Linked DNA regions of Sus scrofa: region 2 is linked to region 1. A link is a contact called in public Hi-C data. All regions are on one chromosome and are shown on one strand. Each heading gives the region's core, a stretch centred on a gene start, on an enhancer-like site or on the middle of the called end of the contact. The rest is flanking DNA. Distances are from core to core; before and after follow the strand shown. Region 1 holds the start of DDX31 (probable ATP-dependent RNA helicase DDX31). Region 2 overlaps AK8 (adenylate kinase 8).

The links. Hi-C and Micro-C count contacts between places; a contact is called where the count stands out from the background.
Region 2: a contact with region 1 is called in a Hi-C map of skeletal muscle, with 2.3 times the contacts expected there. The contact joins the enhancer-like site here to the promoter of DDX31 in region 1. A contact is called at or near these places in 2 of 5 promoter capture datasets (fetal skeletal muscle and liver), 3 of 47 Hi-C or Micro-C datasets (fetal skeletal muscle, liver and skeletal muscle) and 1 of 2 datasets of contacts at active chromatin or transcription factors (skeletal muscle).

What each region holds. Positions count from the first base shown.
Region 1 is chr1:272,452,763-272,455,874 of Sscrofa11.1, reverse strand. It overlaps DDX31 (probable ATP-dependent RNA helicase DDX31), which reads left to right and starts at 1,480. Exons shown (of 20, transcript XM_003122262.5): 1 at 1,480-2,033. The coding sequence starts at 1,677. It overlaps GTF3C4 (general transcription factor 3C polypeptide 4), which reads right to left and starts at 1,387. Exons shown (of 6, transcript XM_001929441.4): 1 at 1,207-1,387; 2 at 918-1,204. The coding sequence starts at 1,261.
Region 2 is chr1:272,555,763-272,558,874 of Sscrofa11.1, reverse strand. The region is part of intron 10 of AK8 (adenylate kinase 8); the gene reads left to right. Among named protein-coding and RNA genes, the nearest start is that of AK8, 68 kb to the left of the region's middle. Within about 2 kb of position 1,449, at least 5 of the 83 cell types and tissues checked have an H3K27ac peak or open chromatin away from gene starts, as enhancers often do. A contact at or near this core is called in skeletal muscle, where this site is marked.

The DNA.
Region 1 (3,112 bases), core at 231-2,730:
GCAAAGATCTGAGGAGGCTGTGGTGTAAGTCAGTGGCTACAGCTCTGATTCGACCCCTAGCCTGGGAACCTCCATATGCCCAGGATGCGGTCCTAAAAAGACAAAAAAAAAAAAAAAAAAAAAAAAAAAAAATTGAAAATGGTGATGATAAAACAATAAAACTTCAGGAGCCCTGAAGTTCTGAAGGCAAACTTTGTTAATATGAAGCCAAAAGCACTAAATCTACACGGAGATCTTGGGCTTGAAGTTTAAAACTGCACTGAAGTTTAAGAATTTCCAGAGGCCTTATTTTTTCATGCCACATCCGAAAAAATTTCAATTATTGAAGAAAAACTGGAGTACTAACCCCTACATCCATATTTATTTATCCATCTGCCCAAGATGAGAAACAAGGACCATTTCATAATAAAGTCACTGAAACAGGTAAGACGATGGAGCAAGCCAATTTTTCTCCTCCAAAGCCAAAGAGGCGCAGGGAGAGGGCACATCACAGTAAACAAAGCCAGCCGAGGTCCTCGGGGAGCAAGCCCCAGACAATAGGAGCGACGGTCGAGGCAGGTCTGGGGTTGGGTCAACAGGGGGTGGAGCCTCAGAAAAGACCAAGGAAAGAAAATCTACACTAGCAGCCGGCCCGACGCAGGGGTGAGGGAAGAAGCTGGCTCCGAGAGGGAGCTCCCGAAATACACGTGTATTTGTGTCAGGAGGAAGTGTGAGATCCGGGAAACGGAGCACAAAAGGCTAGATTTGTTGTTTGTTGTTTTAAGCTACGATGACCCTAGCGGCTTATCCCCAAGCGCTGGGTGCAAGGAGGGGAATCCCGGGACTAGGCGTGGGTCGGGATTCCCCAGGGACCGGTGACGCGGCCGCGGGAGGGGAGTAGGAGGAGATCCCAGGGCTGGGGCCCGGGGATGACTTACTTTGAGGAGGCAGCTGTTGAGAGGCGCGGGCACGGAGGTGCGGTGGATAACCAGGTCCTGGCCCGGGTTGTGCACGTCGCAGATGAGCTCCAGCACAGCGATGCTACGGGCGGTGGACACCGACACGCGGTGGTCCTCGGACCACGCCAGCGGCTCCAGGCCGCTCACCGCATACTGCAGCCTCACGGCCGGCTCCCGCCGAGTCACCAGGAGGCGGAACGCGGCGCTGGGCCCGGGGGCCGGGTCCGCCACCGGCCCCTTCCCGCCCGCCTCGCCCTCTTCTTCCTCGGCGGCGCAGGCCGGTCGGCCGCGGGCCCCACCCGGGCCTTGTCGGCCGTATTCATCTCCCCTCAGAGGCTGAAGCCGGACCCCGGGCGCGCCAACTCCGCGTCGCCGTCCGGTTGCCGCCTCTTGCACCGCGGCCGCCGGCCCCCAGCGCCCTCCGCGGCGGTTTTCTTCCCCTTAGGCCCGGAGCGCCGCCGAGCCAGGAAGGACCCCGCCGTTGCTAGGCGACCCAGCCCTGCCAGGTGGCCAAGGCGCTGCCTGTAAAAAACGCGCCTCCTCCGCGGGCTGGACCGCGGGTGGGCAAGGGGCACGCAGCCGCGAGGATCCCCACCGGGTGATCGAGCCCCAGGCCCCTTTAGGGACCTCCCGGGGCAACTAAATGCTGGGGAAAGAGTAACCCGGTGGCAAAGGAAGGAATGCTGGTTAGACCAGGCACGCCTTTTCTTCTGGAGGAATTCAAAGAGCTGCACAAGCATGAACTCTGGGGTCGAGTGGGACTTGGCACCTCTGCCGCAGGCCAGGCCACGAGGGGCTCAAGCGGGGCAGCCCCCCACGCGCTGCGGCCCCAGCCCCGAGCGGCGCGGGCCGTGCGTTTGCAGACCTTCCGGGACCCGGAAGGGGCGCGGGCGCAGGACCCTGCGGGGCAGCTACGCGGGGTCCTCGCGCGCGTCCCACGTGGGGCCGAGCCGAGCGGCGGGGCCGGTTCGAGAGACCCAGACGCGCCTTTCTGCCGGCATGGCAGCCGCCGGTGGAGCGCTCCTCCACGTTCCCGAGCCCCGCGCCGCAGCCCCCAGGACGTTCTCCAGGCCCCGCCCGGCGCAGGCGAGGCAGGTGAGTTCTGCCCCGATTTCAGATTCGTTCGCACCCGGGGCCGCTGCGCGCCGTGAGCTGCCGCCTTGCCTTTTGGTCGGGGTTCGAAGTTCAGGGGGCAAAGCCAGGCGTCGGGCAGCTTCTGGAGGAGTCGCTGAGCAGCGCGGGTCTGAGACCCGGACACCATCCTGCGGAGAGGGGGTCTCGGAGGGAACGGAGTGGGTGTGGAGGGGTGGGGGCCGGCTCGGGCTGCTAGTCGGAGGTAGCGGCGGGGACCTGAGGCTGCCTCCCAGAGAAACTGGGGACTGACGCTTGGGCGGAAGCCCCAGCCCCGTCACTCACCAGCCGTGTCTCTAAACTTATCTTAGCCGCCGTTTTCTCGACTCTAAGGGTCGTTTGTTTCCGGAATGAGAACTGGAAACTAGAGAGTTTTTTGAAGTTTTCCAAGATGGGATGTATTTTCACCCACGTGCAATGAAGGGAAGAGAAAATACACCTAGTCAATGTGGTCACCTCATTAGGTGAGAGAAAGATGCCCTACATTTAACCCAAGCCAAAGCTGAAAATCGGTTTTTAAGGTGGTTCACTAGGCTCCTAGAAAAGAGGAGAAGCAGAAAATTCATACGTTGTCATAAAAACCAGGACGGCTACAGCTTGAAGGCAAGGAAAGTGTGTTTATGTGTGTTTTCTCGAAAAAGCAACACTTAATTCTTTTGAAAAATTAAATGCCAAAGTTTAATTGGTTCTTTTCCTTTCAAACAACGTGGTGATGCTGAAATTCATTGAGTTCAGGTAAGCTCCCATCATCCAACGCCCACTGTGTTATCTTCCGGATTTGTGTGTGTGTGTGTGTGATATTCAGCTTTAGGATTTAGAGACTGTGAGTAAAGTTTTCACCTGGGCGGTGGTGTAGCTGCATCTGTGCCGGAGGGGGAAGGGAAACTACAGAAGAGCCAGTTGGGAACACAGGATTTGGAGCAGGATGGATTTGGATTCCATGTGAGCTTTGCAACATGCTAAGCTCTGTGACCCTAGAGAAGTCACGTCACCTCTCTGATCGTTACTCTTCCTATCCATAAATGGAGAACAGTCATTTCCAC
Region 2 (3,112 bases), core at 200-2,699, 100 kb before region 1:
TCTCATTTGCCTGCCAAGCCAGGGGGCCTGCTGCTGGGGAGCTGCCTGCCGGCTGCAGCAGGTCAGCGGCGTGGGCACTGAGTCTTTGCCTTTGGCTCTGTGGACGTGGACGTGGACGAGGCAGAGAGGGGAGTGATGGGAAGTAACGGAGAGGGAGCGTAGGAACACGCAGCCCAGAACACCCTCCTGAGTGGCACACGCCCCAGACCTAATGTACTTTTCTTGGAAAAAGAGCCAGTATTAAAAAATTGTTATTTCCTGGCACCACTGTCTGCCAAACAGATTTAAATGTTGCTCTTAAGCAATGGAGTTGTTAGGATATAGACTTTGGGATCTAAAGAAGTCTTAGAAGACACCATTCCCTCTTGTGTCTGGGAAGCACCCGCCGGCCAAGATGGGGGCTGGTGACTTGAGTTTGTCACCAGTCACTGGGGCAAGTGACTTGAGTTACAAAGGAGGCGACCTTGCTCCCCGCCGAAGAATTGCGGAGTGCGACGGAGTCTCCTTTCTCCTCGTTCTCATCCTGTGTGGGTTTTAGAAATCTGTTTATCATTTTAAGTGCTCACTTGGGGCGCAGGATCCATGACTGGCCAGCAGGTGGCAGTAAATAACAAACAAACAGCATCACTAACACCTGGCCCAGGGAGCTGACCCTGCTGGTGCTGCAGGTCCTTCCAAGATACTCCTGATCTCTGGGTACGGCTTCGAGGAGGGCTTGCGGGCCACAGCTGCCAGGAGTCACATCACCTGGAGAGTCTCCCAGAAATTGCAGAGTTTAGCTTTCACTGGATGACGGTCTGGGCCCCAAAGAGCCCAACCCGTACCCTGGCCAAGCCCCCAGCAACCTGGGGAAGGGGTCTAGGGTCAGGGGAGCTCCATTTCTTTCAAGCAAATAAAATGGAAGTAACAAGCAAAACCAAAAGCACCCCTCTTCCTCCTCCACAACGCTGCTCTTTCCAAGACTCCCCCACTGGGCTGGCCCGGGAGGGCGTGGGACCCAGGGGCTGTGCTGAGACGTTAGGACTCGGGAAGAGGAGAGCGTGCTGGGTCTCCCAGGAACCTGACAGGTGCCACATGTCCCCTTTAGTGGATTTCAAATGGGGCCTCGAGGAGGGAAAGACGTTGCAGGGGCAGTTCAGGCTGTGCGTGTCTGTGTGTCTGTGTGTGTGTGTGTGTATCTGTGCTGTGTTGTGTGCAGCGGGGGTAGGTGGAGTGTGCGTGTGGGTGTGTAAAGTGTCCTGTCAGGATGCGTAGAGGCGGTATAGGTGAGTGCCTGAGTGTGTGTGTGTGTGTGTGTGTGTGTCAGGTGTGTGGTGAGAGACCCTGCTTTCTTATCTGCCCGGGGTGGTGGGTGGGTTAAGTGGCTTTTCCTGGGTGCGTCAATCAACCTCAGGTCTTTTTTACCCTTAAGCACCAGCTGAGGGAGCTATTTCCTTCCTCCACTTTCCGGCCTAGCCCGGGGTGGGGGCGGGCAGCTCCCTCGGCCTCCGTGGCCTCAGCGCCCTCAGGCCCTTCCTCCCCCAGCTGGGCCCTGGGGCAGGAGCGCTGGCGGGGATGCAGCCGTGGGGACAGCAGGCGGCCACGTGGTGCGGCGGGAAGGGGTCTGAGGGAGTCCCTTCTGTTCGGTCTCCGGAGGCCCGTCTCTGCCGGCACTGCTCTCCCCGGCCTCCCTGACGCCCGCTGGCCGGCTCTCTGGGCTGGACTTGACGGAGGATGTCAGACCTGCAGCCCGGGAGGACAGTCCTGTCCAGTTACTCACGGTGGCCCGATTCACGCTGGTACCATCTCCTGTCCCCGCTGCGGGACTGCCATGCAGCAGGGAGCTTGACCTGGGGCCCGGGCCTCTGAGCAGAAACGGCTCCCTTTCAGGACCAAGGGCGGGGGCACGTGTCCTGGGTGGGGTCAGTGGGGGACCCAGTGGGATCCCTGTGGGGCCTGGGAGCCTCTCGCCCATGACCATGGCTCCCCGTCAGCCCCTGTGCCGAGCACACCGGCTGGCAGGGAGCAAATGGGTTGAGATTTTAATAACCTCGAAGTCCGGGTGAAAACTGCTGTCTTTGATGGAAGATTTTTCAGAAGGAAAAAAAAAAAACCCAAACCTGAAACCATACGGTGTGGCCTTATGAAATAATGGGATATTTATAGTTTGCACTTTGCTAAATTTAGGGTTGGCAGGACATTCCGGGGAGGTAGCCGCTGGCGGTAGCTTCTACTCAGGGTAAGATGTTAACTGTCAAGCCCAGAAATCAGGCCCGAGGCACCCGACTCAATGGAGAGAGACTTGCGACCGGGCTGGAAGTCGCTGTCTGAGCGGAGGATGAAGGGTGAAGGACGGCACTATCAAGGAGACGGAAACTTCTGGAAGAACACAGCCAGCGAGATCTGTTCCCAAAGGCGGCGCAGTTGCTGAACCGGCTGGTCAGACCGCGTGGGGCTGGAACCGTGGGTCTGCGGTGGGGGTGGGCGAGGCAGCAGCCCTGCAAGGCGCAGAGCAGAAAACCTGGTACAGGAGATGGGGCCTGCGTGCCGCTGCCGGCAAGGTCCCTGGCCCTGGAGGCTGCGTCCGGAGGGGTCCGTCCTTGTTTCCCACCCTCCGAGGCAGGAGTGCAGCCCCGCCCTGCAGGGGAGGCGCCCTGGCCTGGCAGCCCTCTCTTTCCGAAGCCCCGGGAGCCCCAGTGACCGATACTCAACCTTGACTGAGACCTAGAATGGTTAAGGGCCTGGTGTGAGGGTCTGAGCCACTTCCCCAGGATCGCCCAGGAAGGGCAGACCTGCGAAAATACCTGCCGTGATGCCAGGCTCCTGAGCAGTGCTTCAGGGTCCAGAGCGGAGCTACAGAGGGCAAGGCTCAATCCAGCACCACAGCCCCCCGAAGTGAGGGCCCCTTCTGGGGGTGTAGCCTCCCAGGGAGATTTCATCCTTTGTCCCTTTGCAAGGGCCTCTCACGATGGTCATTTCAACCTCCTTTTAAAAATCTTTCCTTTGAACAAACCCCCGCCCTTTTTTTTTTGGCTGAGGCCGAGGCCGAGGCCTGCAGTGATTTAATGTGGGATCTCAGTTCCCAGGGTCGAACACAGCGTTTAAAGCGCCAAATCCTAACTACCAGGCCACC